Linked DNA regions of Sus scrofa: all the other regions are linked to region 3. A link is a contact called in public HiChIP or PLAC-seq and promoter capture Hi-C data. All regions are on one chromosome and are shown on one strand. Each heading gives the region's core, a stretch centred on a gene start, on an enhancer-like site or on the middle of the called end of the contact. The rest is flanking DNA. Distances are from core to core; before and after follow the strand shown.

Region 1 (4,613 bases), core at 1,724-4,223, 42 kb after region 3:
AACTACTGTGCTAAGCACTTGAAAACAAAGATTGAAAAGGTCACACATGAAGTTCCCACTGTGGCACAAGAGGATCAGTGTTGTCTTGGGAGCACTGGGTCACAGGTTTGATCCCTGGCCCGGCACAGCAGATTAAGGATCTGGTGTTGCCTCATCTGTGGCCTAGGTCATAACAGTGGCTCAGATCTGATCCCTGGCCTGGGAATTCCATGTGCCTCAGGGTGGCCAAAAAGAAAAAGAAAAGAAAAGAAAAGGTCACACGTGGCTCACTCAAGGAGCTGATGAGCTGATGAGCAAGTGGTGGTGAGTGCTTATGATTGGGAGTGTCAGGGAGGGCTTCCCAGAGGAGACACCTCTGAGAGGAGGGAGGAACAGAAATGAGCCAGGTCAGGAAGGACATTTTAGACAGAGGATACAAGACATACAAAAGCCTAAAAGAAAAGAGAGCAAGGTATGTATTCTTTTTTGAAACTTGAGAGGTTTGTTCAGTTGGAACATTGAGACATGGCGGGAAGGCGAAATGGGGTAGATAAATCTAACTGGACAAGTTTGGGGTGCTGATGGAAAATTCGAGTGCGTCTGTCTAGTAGGCAGCTGTACACATGAGCTGGGAGGTTTAGAGATAGAGAACAGAGTCATTAGCATGAAGAAGCCACTAAAGCCACAGGAGTAGATGAGATCACTCAGAAGGAGTGAGTGGAGTGACATGTTTATTGTAGAGGGACATCTGGACTGCCTTCAAGGAATTCATGAAATAGACACAAAAAATGTCTTTTCCGATCACCCTCGGAGTCCTCCCCGTGGCACAGCGGGTTAAGAATCCGACTGCAGGAGTTCCTGTCGTGGCTCAGCGGTTAACAAACCCGACCAGTATCCATGAAGACACGGGTTCAAACGCTGGCCTCATGCAGTGGGTTAAGGATCTGACCTTGCCATGAATTGTGGTGTAGGGTCACAGACACGGCTAGGATTCCTTGTTGCTGTGGCTATGGTATAGGCTGGTAGCTACAGCTCTGATTCAACCTCTAGCCTGGGAACCTCCATAAGACACAGGTGTGGCCCTAAAAAAGACAAAACAACAACAAAAGAATCCAACTGCAGCAGCTTGGGTCCCTGTGGAGGAGTAGTTTTGATCCCAGGCCCCACACAGTGGGTTAAAGGATTTGGTATTGCTGCAGCTTCAGCACAGGTCACAACTGTGGTTTGGATTCGGTTCCTGGCCTGGGGACTTCCATATGCTGTGAGTATGGCCATAAAATTAAAAAAAAATTTTTTCCCCCATTTTCTTTGAGTATTACCATAGTATAAAATAAAATTTAAATGTCTAATTCTATTCTTATGCAATCATCATAATCCAGAAAATTTTTCTGTTTTCAGAAATAAAAGAAAGTACACTCTGTCACTATTAGCACCTACATGTTCCTTCATTTACTTGGTGCCTATATTAAGCTGAAAGATGCCAAAGCAAAGGACTAAAGCTAAGATAATGTATTCATCCTTTGGTTTTACTATCATCAGTTTACACAGGAATCAGCAAACTTTTCCCTGCAAAGGGCCAGATAAGTAAATTTTTTTGGTTTTGTAGGCCATAAGGTTTCTGTAAGAACTACTTAAGTCTACTGCGTGAAGCTAGCCATAAACAATATGTAAAGTAACGAGCATGGCTGTGTTCCAATAAAACTATTTATAAAAACATGTTGTGGAAGTTTTTTTGTTTATTTTGAGAAGTTGATTTGAAAAGGTTGGAATTTCTCCAGAACTTTAATTTGTACCAACACAAAACCTGGTCTTAAAGCTTTCTACCAGGTTGCTGAACATGGTAGAGCGTGTTTGTAACGTAAAGCAATGAAAGAAATTTAAAATATTGCATCTTTAAATGTTCTTATGCTTTCTAGAAACACTAACAATTTTCCCCGTTTTTTTGAAACAGTTCACAGAAGACCTGAAAGTTCCACCATTTCATTTCAAACTGTAACTGATGAAACTACTATTCTTCCCACTGTACCTAGCTTCTGGAATTTGTCTGTAGTACAAATACTGACTTTATCAAACAAAAATTCTTATTTTGTGAAAGGTATTTTTTGTCAGTCAAAAGTTGGGACTAGAAGGGAGTTTCTATTGCGGCTCAGCAGTAACAAACCGGACTAGTATCCATGAGGATGCTGGTTGGATCTCTGGCTTCGCGCAGTGGGTTAAGGATCCAGCATTGCCCTGAGCTGTGGTGTGGGTCACAGATGTGGCTCAGATCCCATGTTGCTGCGGCTGTGGTGTAGGCTGGCAGCTGTCGCTCCTATTCGACCCCTAGCCTGGGAACTTCCATATGCCACTGGTGTGGCCCTAAAAAGCGGAAAAAAAAAAAAAAAAAAAAGTTGGACTGGAAGAAAACTTCAGGTACCAGATAGATACTTAACAATGGGCAGCAACACATCTGGTTATACTGCCTGGAGAAGAAGGACGCGCCACTCACTGTCTCCATCACTGTGTTCTACACTGACTTGCAAGAGATCAAAGACTAGACCCACAATCCTGAAGGAAGTCTTGTCAATTTCACAGGCACTGGGGTTTTGGAACACTTTTCTAGTGCTTTTGTCAAGAAACAGGAGCAGGATGGTAGTTCTCCTTTCCTGGCTTTCCAGAGATGAAGTATAAAAGAGCATGACTAAAAACTGACAGAAGTACTGTGTTTTTCTAAAAAATTAATTAATTTTTGGAGTTTCATGGTGGCTTCGAAGTTAAGGATCCCGCATTGTTACTGCTGTGGTGTAGGTCTGATCCTGGCCCTGGAACTTCCTTCCACATGTCTCAGGTATGGCCCCCCAAAAATTTCCACTTATAGTCATTATAAAATATTGGCTAAATTCCCTGTGTTGCATATGATATCCTTATAGCTTATTTATTTTATACATAGTAGTTTGTGCCTCTTAATCCCTTACCCTTAACTTCCCCTTCCCACTTCCCTCTCCCCACTAGTAACCACTAGTTTGTTCTCTATATCTGCGTCTCACTAGTTTGTTGCACTGTTTAGATTCCACATATAAGTGATATCACACAATATTTTTCTTTCTCTGACTTATTTCATTTAGCAATATAACCTCAAAGTCCATCCATGTTATGGCTGATGGCAAAATTTCATTTTTTATGGCTGACTAGTATTCCATTATCTCTATAATACACACCTATATAATTACACTTATATATAATATACACATTATACACAAACACCCCCCTCCCCTCACATCTTTATCCATTCATCTATTGATGGGCACTCAGGTTGCTTCCCTATCTTGGCTATTGTAAATAATGCTGCCATGGACACTGGAGTGGTGTGTATCTCTTTGAATTAGTGTTTTCATTTTTTTTTGGGGGGGGGGCTATATACCCAGGAGTGGAACTGCTGGGTTACATGGTAGTTCTACACTTAAGCTTTTTGAGAAGTACTGTTTTCCATCTTTTTGTTTATTTGTTTTGGCTGTGCCTGTGGCATGCAGAAATTCCTGGTTCAAGGACCGAACTCACAAGAGAGCAGCGACCCAAGCTACTGCAATGACAATGCTGGATCCTTAACCTGCTGCTGAGCCACAACAGAACTCATTTCTTTTGATAAGAGAATTTATTGGGGAATTTATTAGTGTTTGGCTTATTTGTAGTTATTTTTCTCCCAATAAAAGAGATAAATCTTTTGATTTAAGGCTCTGCAATAAATGCCATAAATGCTAGTCAGGATCTATTCGCTCTTTTTGCTATGCTGACATTTTGGAAGAGAATGGGGAAATCGAGCAACAGAAGTCTTCTAATGCTGGAGGAAGTACTTCTGTGGGCTAGAATAAAGTGAAGGAAGCTTGTCAAATTCTCTGCATACAGAAATCATAAGACGCATGAAAATACAACTCTTTTGAAGGCCACTCCTGTTCAGAAATATTATAATTAAAATATGGATTTATAATCCTTTTCTTGCCCACACATATAGTGGAAGTGATATAAACCAGCCAAAGATGACTTCATTGTCTTGAGGACAAAGAAACCAGTGTGGCATAATTTTGATTAAAATGTCTTAGAGAATTCTGCTGCTCTCTGACACATGTTTCCCTAGATACTTAATTTAATAGTCAAAGGATTTCAGCACCTGTTGCCACCAGAATGAAAAGTCTAAATTGATTTGGCTGTCAAAGTTGATAAGCATACTGCCATGTAAAAAAATCTCTATATAACTTCAAAATTGTATTCAAGTCAAATAGCAGCCTTCTCATTAAAATTCATTTTTAAGCAGGCTTAAAATTTACTTTTTCTTTCATTTTTAAATTGAAGGGATATATTTAAATTTTTTCCCCAGGAATTTGCCATTAATTTTACATTAAAGTTTGATTAAACCTGGTGGATTAATCAAATGTATTTTATTTCTATTACCTATTAGAATCTCCAAGTGATAGAAGAAAAATTTTAAAAAGATATCATTACCTGAGACAAAGGGAACAGGAAAGAGACAACGCAAATGTAAGATTAAAAAAGAACAAAGCATTTGAGAAAGTTGCCTAATAACTGCAGAGGGATATCTTACAACCTAAGCAGCTAAGAGTCGTGACACCAATAAGAAGTCTGAGATAATTTGTGAAGAC
Region 2 (4,264 bases), core at 1,682-4,181, 63 kb after region 3:
ACTATGGAGAACAGTTTGGAGATACCTTAGAAATCTATACTTAGAACTTCCATATGACCCTGCAATCCCACTCTTGGGCATCTATCCAGACACATGCACCCGCATGTTCATTGCATCACTATTCACAATAGCCAGGACATGGAAACAATCCAAATGTCCATCGACAGAGGATTGGATTCGGAAGATGTGGTATATATACACAATGGAATACTACTCAGCCATAAAAAAGGATGACATAATGCCATTTGCAGCAACATGGATGGAACTAGAGAATCTCATCCTGAGTGAAATGAGCCAGAAAGACAAAGGCAAATACCATATGATATCACTTATAACTGGAATCTAATATCCAGCACAAATGAACATCTCCTCAGAAAAGAAAATCATGGACTTGGAAAAGAGACTTGTGGTTGCCTGATGGGAGGGGGAGGGAGTGGGAGGGATCGGGAGCTTGGGCTTATCAGACACAACCTAGAATAGATTTACAAGGAGATCCTGCTGAATAGCATTGAGAACTATGTCTAGATACTCATGTTGCAACAGAAGAAAGGGTGGGGGAAAAACTGTAATTGCAATGTATACATGTAAGGATAACCTGACCCCCTTGCTGTACAGTGGGAAAAAAAAAATTGGATAAAATATTTTCAAAATAAAATAAGATTCATGTGCTAAATTTGGTGACCACGAGGAAAAACCCCAAAGAAATCAATCATTGACTCAACAAAAAGCTTTGTTTGTGTAGGCTGTATGCTTAAAAGAAGTTGGTTTTTACTCTAAAAGTTATTTCAACATTTCAGGACTTCCTTTAGAAACTGATTTCTACAAAAAATTCGAGGATTTGCTGCAGTGTTTTACGAAATACCCAAGTTATCTCTCTTTGTCCAGGGAACAAACCAACTATTTTTGGAGTTGTCTGTGTCTCTACTGCAAACGTTGAGTGAGTATGTATATATGTTACACAAGATAGGCAGGGGAATTTTTAAAGGGAAACATCACTGCATTTACCACTCCCTGTGTTGGAGAGAAACAGCTGATATCAGGGCAGTTAAAACAAGCTTTTAGGGATTCTTGATCAAGTATTCTGTTTTTCTTTTGTGTGTGTTTTTTTTTTAATCATCTGTACAAAAGGCTCAACATCCTACTCCCATTAGCCACAATGATCCCAGCCAAAAACAAAACCAAAAAACCCTTATATTACTAAAAATTAAATTTCTTTCTTCACACAAAGTAGAAAGCATTGTCTAATCAAGAGAGTGGCTTTTGCACACTTCACTTCATTAAGAGTTGATGCAGTATCTAGTGATTCTGATGTTCACAGTTCATTTTTTCCTCAGCCGTTGGTAAAGAGGTTTCCGGCTCAGTTTTGTTACATCTGGCTGTTTACTATGCACAGCAGTCAAAGTGTTTCATTTCATATTCCAAAAGTATATATAAAATCAGTAAGATAAAAACAGAAAAACCCAACAGATAAATGGTCAGAGCATATGAAAAGGTCACATAAAATCACGGAAAAATAATCAACCTAATTCATGATAAAAGAAAAATAGTTTAAAACTACATTGAGATACTTAAAAAAACCCGTCAGGTTGGCAAAGATGAGAAAGTGCATAATTCAACTTATTGGAAAGGAGGTGTGGAAAGAGGAACATTGTCAGTTAGTGCTTACACTGGCATAAGAGAGCCATTTGGCAAAGTTTACCTACCCTTTGACCTGGCAATTCTGTTCAGAATTTCTACTTCAGATATACTCTCAAATACGGTCAATTATCTCTACGTAAGATTATTCATTGCAGTTTTGCGGTAGCGAAAGATACCTACCAATAGCCTCAACACACTAAACACAGCCATGAAAACAGGGAAATAAAACTGCACTTTTTAGATACTGAAAAGTTTTTATGTGAAACTCTATTTTTAGAGGTAGGCGGTACTCCTAATGTACTCTAGTCTAATAAGATTTAAAAGTTAATCATCTCAGAAAGTGTATGTTCACAGAACATAAAAACCATCTTAAGTGGTCATTCACTTACTCCAGTAATGTTATCAACGTTCAAATATTTTTGGAATTCTTTTAGAACTATCTTAACCAGTGTACAAGTCCTTCAATAAAATACGTCTTATAATCACGTCTAATTTTGGTTCTGATTTTTTTTTAAAGTATTATTCTTTTTGGATCAACAAATTTGGCTCCATCGACTTCACACAATTTCAGAAGTCAAATCCACCTCAAAGGATAGGAATCTGGAGACAGTGTCACAGGGACATAGCAGAGGTGTTGAAGGTACTGCCAAGAAAGCACGTTACGCATATTTTGATCAACATCCCTCTAAGTTGTCTCTTGATGTGCTCCCATAGTACATTTCCAACCAAATTATTTAAATCACTTGGTCACTCTGCATGACTGTGTGTGCATATGGACACCATGTTTTAAAACCAGGCTGACTGAATTTTAAATCCTGGTTCTGCTTATACTAACTGGGTAACTTCTGGGCAAGTTTTTGGTCTAGGTGTGTGCTTACTTTTCATACTCTGGACCTTAGTTCTCTCATATGTAAACAGATCTAAGGAAAATTTGTGGTTCAATTTGACAGATTTATGTTACCTACATTTTATTCTCTCTCTAAAATTATCACTGAAATAAAAGAAGTAAAAAGGGGAAAAATAATTTTACATCTGAAGGAGAGGCCAAAAGAAGTAGGGCAGTCAACTAGAACAATGAAGAATTTCTAAGACAAATGAAAAGCTAAAATTGAGAGTGAAATTCAACTAAACTAGAAAACTTACATCAGGACAAAGAGAAGGTTTTCCAAAAATGCGAGTTTTTTTCAACACCAGAACAACTCCAAACTCAGTGGTCAGTTGAGCAGGTAAAGGAACAGGCCATGGGTGATTGCCCAGATAATTAAAGGACAACTGAACAGCTGCCACCAGGCCCTGCTTTGAGTGCAGCTGACTCTGGCATCTACCCATGGGATTAAAGTGGTGAGTGCATGACTCAGAGTGGGAGTTCTGCCCAGGGAATCTCCCAACGTGGGTGCAAGGGCTGCCACGAGGGATTTCCCCATCACCAACCCCCACTCCTTCACAACAACAACTGAGAAACAAGGCTTCTATAATCAGAACCTACATTCACTGCCAGGGCAAAAAGGGCTTCTCACTTTAGCTCAAGAGACACTCTAGCTACCAAGATGTTTCATTCTAGGTCTTTTTTCAGTACACATGGACAGACGGCTCAAATTCACCAAACATTCAAAAAAAGTCAACAGCAGGAAAGAACAATAGCAAATTTAACAAAAAAAGAAACTTTGAAGAAAAAAAGATTATGACAGAAAATGGATGAGCTCCAAAGTAAGTATGCTAAATTTATCACCACACATTTAAAAGTCTATCATATATATAAAAAGTAATAGACGTCTAAGAAAAAATTTTTTTAAAAACACAATTGCAACAATTAAAAGAACACAATAGACTGACAGAAGAGCAGACTGGAAATGGATGAAGACTCAGCTTTGATCTGGAAAATCTGGCCCAGAGACTCTCTCAGAATGCAATGCAGAAGGGCAAGGAAAAGAAAAGAATGAGAGAAGGTGACACGGCAGACAGTTCCAGAAGTTCTAATAGGTGAAACACAATAATTAACTCTCCTATGCGAGACCTTTGCACTTGACATGGTTCAGCTTAAGACTGAAGACTCCAGTCAGGAAAGATGATTGATTTTCCTGGATGGGCACCAGATTAAGACGTGGAATCAGCCTTTCCATAATGGACTCTGGCTCTAGTGAGAGGCAGTGGAGGACAGCTAGAGGCTAGAGGGGGCAGAGAATCAGAGGCTGTTCTCTCTCTTTACAAGATCATATTTTTTCCCTCTTCTTTCTTTCTTTTTCCTTCTCCAACCCTTTGTTCTCTTTTCCTTTCTCCTGTCCAACTTGTTTCCTTAGCCTTACGCTTCGCCTCTTAAAACCTGTTCTGTTTCTTGTCTGTATAGAAACATTGTAAACTGGCTGTTTGGAGCTCCCCCCCCTCCGCCATTTACCTCAGTATCTTCCCTTCCAGGCTTCTGGCCTTTGCCATCACTATGGGACAAAGTTGAACAGATCCTGGCCTATTTACATACTTTCATACACTGAACAGTATTCAGGTGAGATCTCAAGAGAGAAAAAAAGAGCTATATGTCTCAAGACAGGTCACGAATGAAAAACACTCCACTTTCGCCAACTTGTAGAGCTACTAGAAGACACTTTCTATTTTTATTAGCTTTAATTTTCAT
Region 3 (4,820 bases), core at 1,627-4,126:
AGTCTACACTTTGATCTATGTGGGACCCACCAGGGTGTGTTCATTCTGCAAAAGGGTCTTCAGATCTGTGCTCTTTATATACAATACACATTATATTCCACATATTACATGTATATATGTTACATATATTGTGTATATATATTTTACTTTAATAAAAAAGTGAAGGAAGGTGGAGGAGGAGAAGAAATGGAGGAAAGGGGGGAAGAGGAAGAGGGTAGGAAGGCGAGAAAAGGAAGGCTGGCCTTAACCCCGGGCAATGAATGGTGATTGACACTGAGCACAGAAACTTGTAATTTAATGAAGAATGTAGTGTTTTAGGAAGATTTTCTTGGCCGTGCAGGATTTATCGAAGAAGTATAAATACCAGAAGAGAACCAACTAGCAGACTACTGCAACAGTCCTGCCATCCAAATCACCTGGTAGATGATTAGGACACATGTGGCTCTTTTCTTTTTTTTGGTCTTTTTGCCTTTTCTAGGGCCGCTTCCCATGGCACATGGAGGTTCCCAGGCTCGAGCTGTAGCCACCGGTCTACACCAGAGCCACAGCAATGAGGGAGCAATGAGCTGCGTCTGCAACCTACACCACAGCTCATGGCAACGCCGGATCCCTAACCCACTGAGCAAGGCCAGGGATGGAACCCGAAACCTCATGGTTCCTAGTCGCCACGACGGGAACTCCCCACGTGTGGGTAATTCTTGACCTACAGAAGCTGAGGGGATGGAGGGGAAGAAGGAAGCACACAGAAGAAGCACCATCTAAAGAAGACTCTGACGGGTCTTGCTAACTGGATCTGGGCCAAAGGGAAAACTGAAAATAGGGCAAAGTCCGAGTTTACTGTGAGGTTTCAAGTTGGGTAACAGAAAGATGGTGCTACTGACAAAACAGTGGCAACGACTCAAGTCAGGCTGAGATTGAGGTAAGAGGCTCATGTCTATGAGGGCAGGTTAAGAAACTTATGAAGAATTCACCTGGTCCAGCAGTGAGGCCTGCCAACTGTTATTTGATACGGGTATTAGCTGACTACAGGTTTGATCACTTGGGGAATCAGGGACTGCAGGTAAAACACATTATACAAATTCGCTACTTCCCAGTCATGTCTGTTTCTCACACTCTAGGAAAGCCTGTCAGCATGCCTCACCCTCTCCTTACTCTGGCTTGGCGGTGTCTCACTTCAGCCCTCAGCTTATCTCGCAGACATCTCAGTTGACGAATCTCGGTTCCAAGGGCACTTTCCACTGCCTGTGCGCTCTGTGGCTCCTCCAATTTTTTATGGGATCTGCTCATTTGAGTCTCTAGTCTTTCCAAATGAGCTAAAACACCTGAGGAAAGTAAAAAGAGACTGTCACAGGAAGCCAAGGATCTCTAACTCTGGCAAAAGGAAGCCTTCATTTCAGGGTAACACTTTGTGGACAGCTAAATTGTAGATGCTGGAGCCAATTTCTAAAGCAAGAGGAACTGAAAACAGAAGTCAAGGATAGCAGCCTCTGAGGCCAAACACTGACCTACCAAGTAGTCCCTGACCAGGACACTGTTCAAAAAGGGCATTATCTGAACATAACTAATCTCAGTTATCCATGATGATAGCGACCCAGGGGGAAACAGGGTCACCAAAGTCACTGACTCAGAAGTTCTTTTTTAAAAATGTAGAATTTTGTTTTTTAAATTGGGTTTCGTGCATGGTTTCCCCAAGTGCTAATGCATAACTGTTTGGACTGAAACATCCAAAGAGGCCTGAGTAAGTACTCTGAAGCTCTGCAAAGTATTAGGAGCATAGGACTATAAAGACACACACTAAAAGGAACTGTCCACCAATATTACTGGATATCAGACAGGAAAACAAGTTCACCAATGCATAGAGATCTCAGTTCCAAAGAGCCTAAGTAAAGCTCAATGTAGCAAAGGTCACGGTGACATGCTAACCGACTCTAACAACAAAACACCTGTGAACAGTCACTACCTAAACACACCTGTGCTCGATCCTGTATTTGCAGAGCATGTAATGAATTAAAGCATTTACTGAATATTTCCTATCAATTAGGTATGTGTTAAATGCTTCACCTGAAAAGCATTAAAATTACTTAACCTAATTTCCACAACCACCACAATGTTATTATTCACCTCCATTATCCAGACGAAGAAATTGTGAAAGGTAAAATAACTTGCCGAAGGCCACCATATTTATAACAGCCGAGCCGGGACTCAAACCCAGGTCTAACCCACACCGGGCACTGCCCCTTCCACTGGAGTAAACCATAATAGATCAGGTCACACTTCGCTTAGAGGAGGGATGGGCTTTCAACCTGGTAGTTATCTTTGGGCAGCAGTAGTAAGGGGGAAAATTTGATCTTTTAAATACCTCCTCCGGACTCGCCGTCTTGACTTAGAGTATTCGCCAGCTCCATCTCCTCCTCGGCTTCTCAAGAGCCTTTCCATAAAACTGTCCGGGCACCAGTAATACGGCTTTCCTTGGGGGCAAAAGAAATGGCAAGAATCTATTCACATTCAGACAAATCCAGACGGCAGGGACACACCCGTGGAGCCCCGGGTACCCCAAGTGACACCCCCAGGACTCCCCGGACCCGCCCCGTCTGTTGCCCGGGTCTACGTTCTGTGGTGTCCAAGTCTATCTTCCTGCCCCTGCGAGCTCCCGAGGCGCGCCTCTGCTCCAGGGGATTTCCTCGCACACGGAAGGGGCTGTAAGAGGCCGCTCAGCTTTCTACCCTGATTACGGTTCTGTCCGCCAATGGGTCTTACTTTCTCCTTAACTCCTCTCTTCTTGCTCAATCAGGACAAGTCCAAGAGTTCCCGCCATCCTCAACTTCAAAACCAAGACAACCGGTCCCAGCGTGCTTTGCGCTCCCACCGTACAAAAACATGGCAGCGCGCGGGGCTCCTCCCTGATCCCGGCATGCACCGGGCAGTAGGCCCGGTCGTTCTGTTGGGCAGGAAGATGGCGGCCTCGGGCGCAGCGCCGCAAATCCTGGTACAATACTTGGTATTACGGAAGGATCTCTCACAGACTCCATTTTCCTGGCCAGCGGGCGCACTGGTAGCACAGGGTTGTCACGCAGCCACCGCGGCTTTGCACATTTACCGCGACCACCCGCACACTGCAGCTTACCTCCAGGACCTGGAGCGCATGCGCAAGGTGGTCCTCGAGGTGAGCCGCCAGGGGGAGGGGCGCTGAGGTCATCGATACCGGAAGTGGGTGTGGTCTTGAGTACGGGGGCCTAACTTCGTGAAGTGGGTGTGGCGTTAGTGGGGAGGGGTGTTTAACTTTTAAGTTTTGGGACGGGTTCTCCGGCTGGAGCTACTGCCCGGGGCCCCTTACCTTGGCTGGACGGGGCCTGACGATGTGAAGAGTGGAGTATGGGCCTGTTATTAATGCTTTGTGCACCCCTCCGGTCTCACCTGCGTCCCTCTTCAGTAGATGCTTGTGAGAGCGGAGGCTGGTGGAGTCACGCCTGCCTTTCTACCTGTGCACTGGGCGGGCCTTTTAATGGCTGCGCTGAAAAGTACTGCCCTTACCCTCGCCGCAAAACCGATCCAGAAGGGTAAGGACACAGAGTTCCTTACTTCAGGTGAAGTCAAACTGAAGCATTTACTTGGGTATGATGCCAAATTATTTGAAAATAAACCCTAGTATAATTTGAACTTAGCTCAAAGGTACCAGAAACCAAGGGTATAGAATAGTTTTTTTTTTGTTTTTTTTGTGTTTTTTTGCAGTTGGGCAAACATATCTTATCCTAAGAAAATAATAAGATGCACCCAAAGAGCATTGTACAAAGATATTTATAGTAGCACTTTATAATAATGAAAAATGTGGACATCACTAAATTTACAATACTATAGGTTGGCTAAACTTATGCCCTTATAATGGATTATTATGAATCTAGCATAAATCATGTTTTTGGAGCATATTTGGCTAGCATGGAAGAGTGCTCATGAAGTGAGGCTAATTGAACTATAGTCTACATACAAAATGATCCAGATTTTGAAAGGAAAAACTAAAGAAATACATCCAAATACTGAGTAGCAGGTGGGGGAATTTTGGTTATTTCCTATTGCTTCTGTCTTTTTAGTTTTCTACACTAAACACATTTTAAAATGAAAAAAAAAATTATTGCTTTCATTTTAAGGCAGTTTTTGTCTCATATAAAATTTGTTTTAATAAATAAAGCAGAACCCTAGGGTGGAGGAGTCAGATGATTCCTTCTTGGCTAGCTGCAAAAACAGATTATTTTTCAAGAGAAAAAATTGCTGTTGGGCAGTGAAACATCAAATAGTAGGAAAATGTTTTGAGAATCTATAAGTAGGCAGAAAGGAGATAGCTTTTCCTTTAGATTATAGGAATTTTATAGGAAGGAAATCAAGAAATCATGAGGCTCAGATAATCCCCCTCTCCCTCACTTTGAGTTGCGTAAAATATTTACACCTTTAGGAGTTCCCTTCGTGACTCAGCAGTTAATGAACCCGGCTAGGATCCATGAGTTCAATCCCTGACCTTGCTCCGTGGGGTAAGGATCACTGACCCTTTTAAACTCTTGGGTGGGCAAGAGTTGTTGTCTTTTAAACTCAAGGAGTTTTAAAGACATCTCATGATTTTGTTGTTAGCTATGACTCGAGAAAGGGACTTAGGAGTCACCACCGATTGAATAAAGGTGCTGCTGTAACCATAAAGTCCAAGTGTAAGACATTGCCAATATTAACTCCCTTTAGTGTCTGTTGTGGCTCAGCGGTTAACGAATCTGACCAGCATCCATGAGGACGCAGGTTCGATCCCTGACCTTGCTCAGTGGGTTAAGGCTCTGGTGTTG

The links. Promoter capture Hi-C pulls out the DNA fragments that hold promoters and counts their contacts. HiChIP or PLAC-seq counts read pairs in DNA pulled down with a chosen protein or histone mark.
Region 1: a contact with region 3 is called in an H3K27ac HiChIP or PLAC-seq map of alveolar macrophages. The contact joins the enhancer-like site here to the promoter of PTRHD1 in region 3. A contact is called at or near these places in 11 of 47 Hi-C or Micro-C datasets (alveolar macrophages, blood, embryonic fibroblasts and 6 more) and 1 of 2 datasets of contacts at active chromatin or transcription factors (alveolar macrophages).
Region 2: a contact with region 3 is called in a promoter capture Hi-C map of liver, with 2.8 times the contacts expected there. The contact joins the enhancer-like site here to the promoter of PTRHD1 in region 3. A contact is called at or near these places in 1 of 5 promoter capture datasets (liver), 12 of 47 Hi-C or Micro-C datasets (alveolar macrophages, blood, embryonic fibroblasts and 7 more) and 1 of 2 datasets of contacts at active chromatin or transcription factors (alveolar macrophages).

What each region holds. Positions count from the first base shown.
Region 1 is chr3:114,018,683-114,023,295 of Sscrofa11.1, forward strand. The region is part of intron 15 of NCOA1 (nuclear receptor coactivator 1); the gene reads right to left. Among named protein-coding and RNA genes, the nearest start is that of CENPO, 42 kb to the left of the region's middle. Within about 2 kb of position 2,974, at least 1 of the 83 cell types and tissues checked has an H3K27ac peak or open chromatin away from gene starts, as enhancers often do. A contact at or near this core is called in alveolar macrophages, where this site is marked.
Region 2 is chr3:114,038,865-114,043,128 of Sscrofa11.1, forward strand. The region is part of intron 10 of NCOA1 (nuclear receptor coactivator 1); the gene reads right to left. Among named protein-coding and RNA genes, the nearest start is that of NCOA1, 58 kb to the right of the region's middle. Within about 2 kb of position 2,932, at least 5 of the 83 cell types and tissues checked have an H3K27ac peak or open chromatin away from gene starts, as enhancers often do. A contact at or near this core is called in liver, where this site is marked.
Region 3 is chr3:113,976,298-113,981,117 of Sscrofa11.1, forward strand. It overlaps PTRHD1 (putative peptidyl-tRNA hydrolase PTRHD1), which reads left to right and starts at 2,877. Exons shown (of 2, transcript XM_003125332.4): 1 at 2,877-3,163. The coding sequence starts at 2,912. CENPO (centromere protein O) reads right to left here and starts at 2,904. Exons shown (of 8, transcript XR_002342821.1): 1 at 2,758-2,904; 2 at 2,360-2,468; 3 at 1,153-1,322.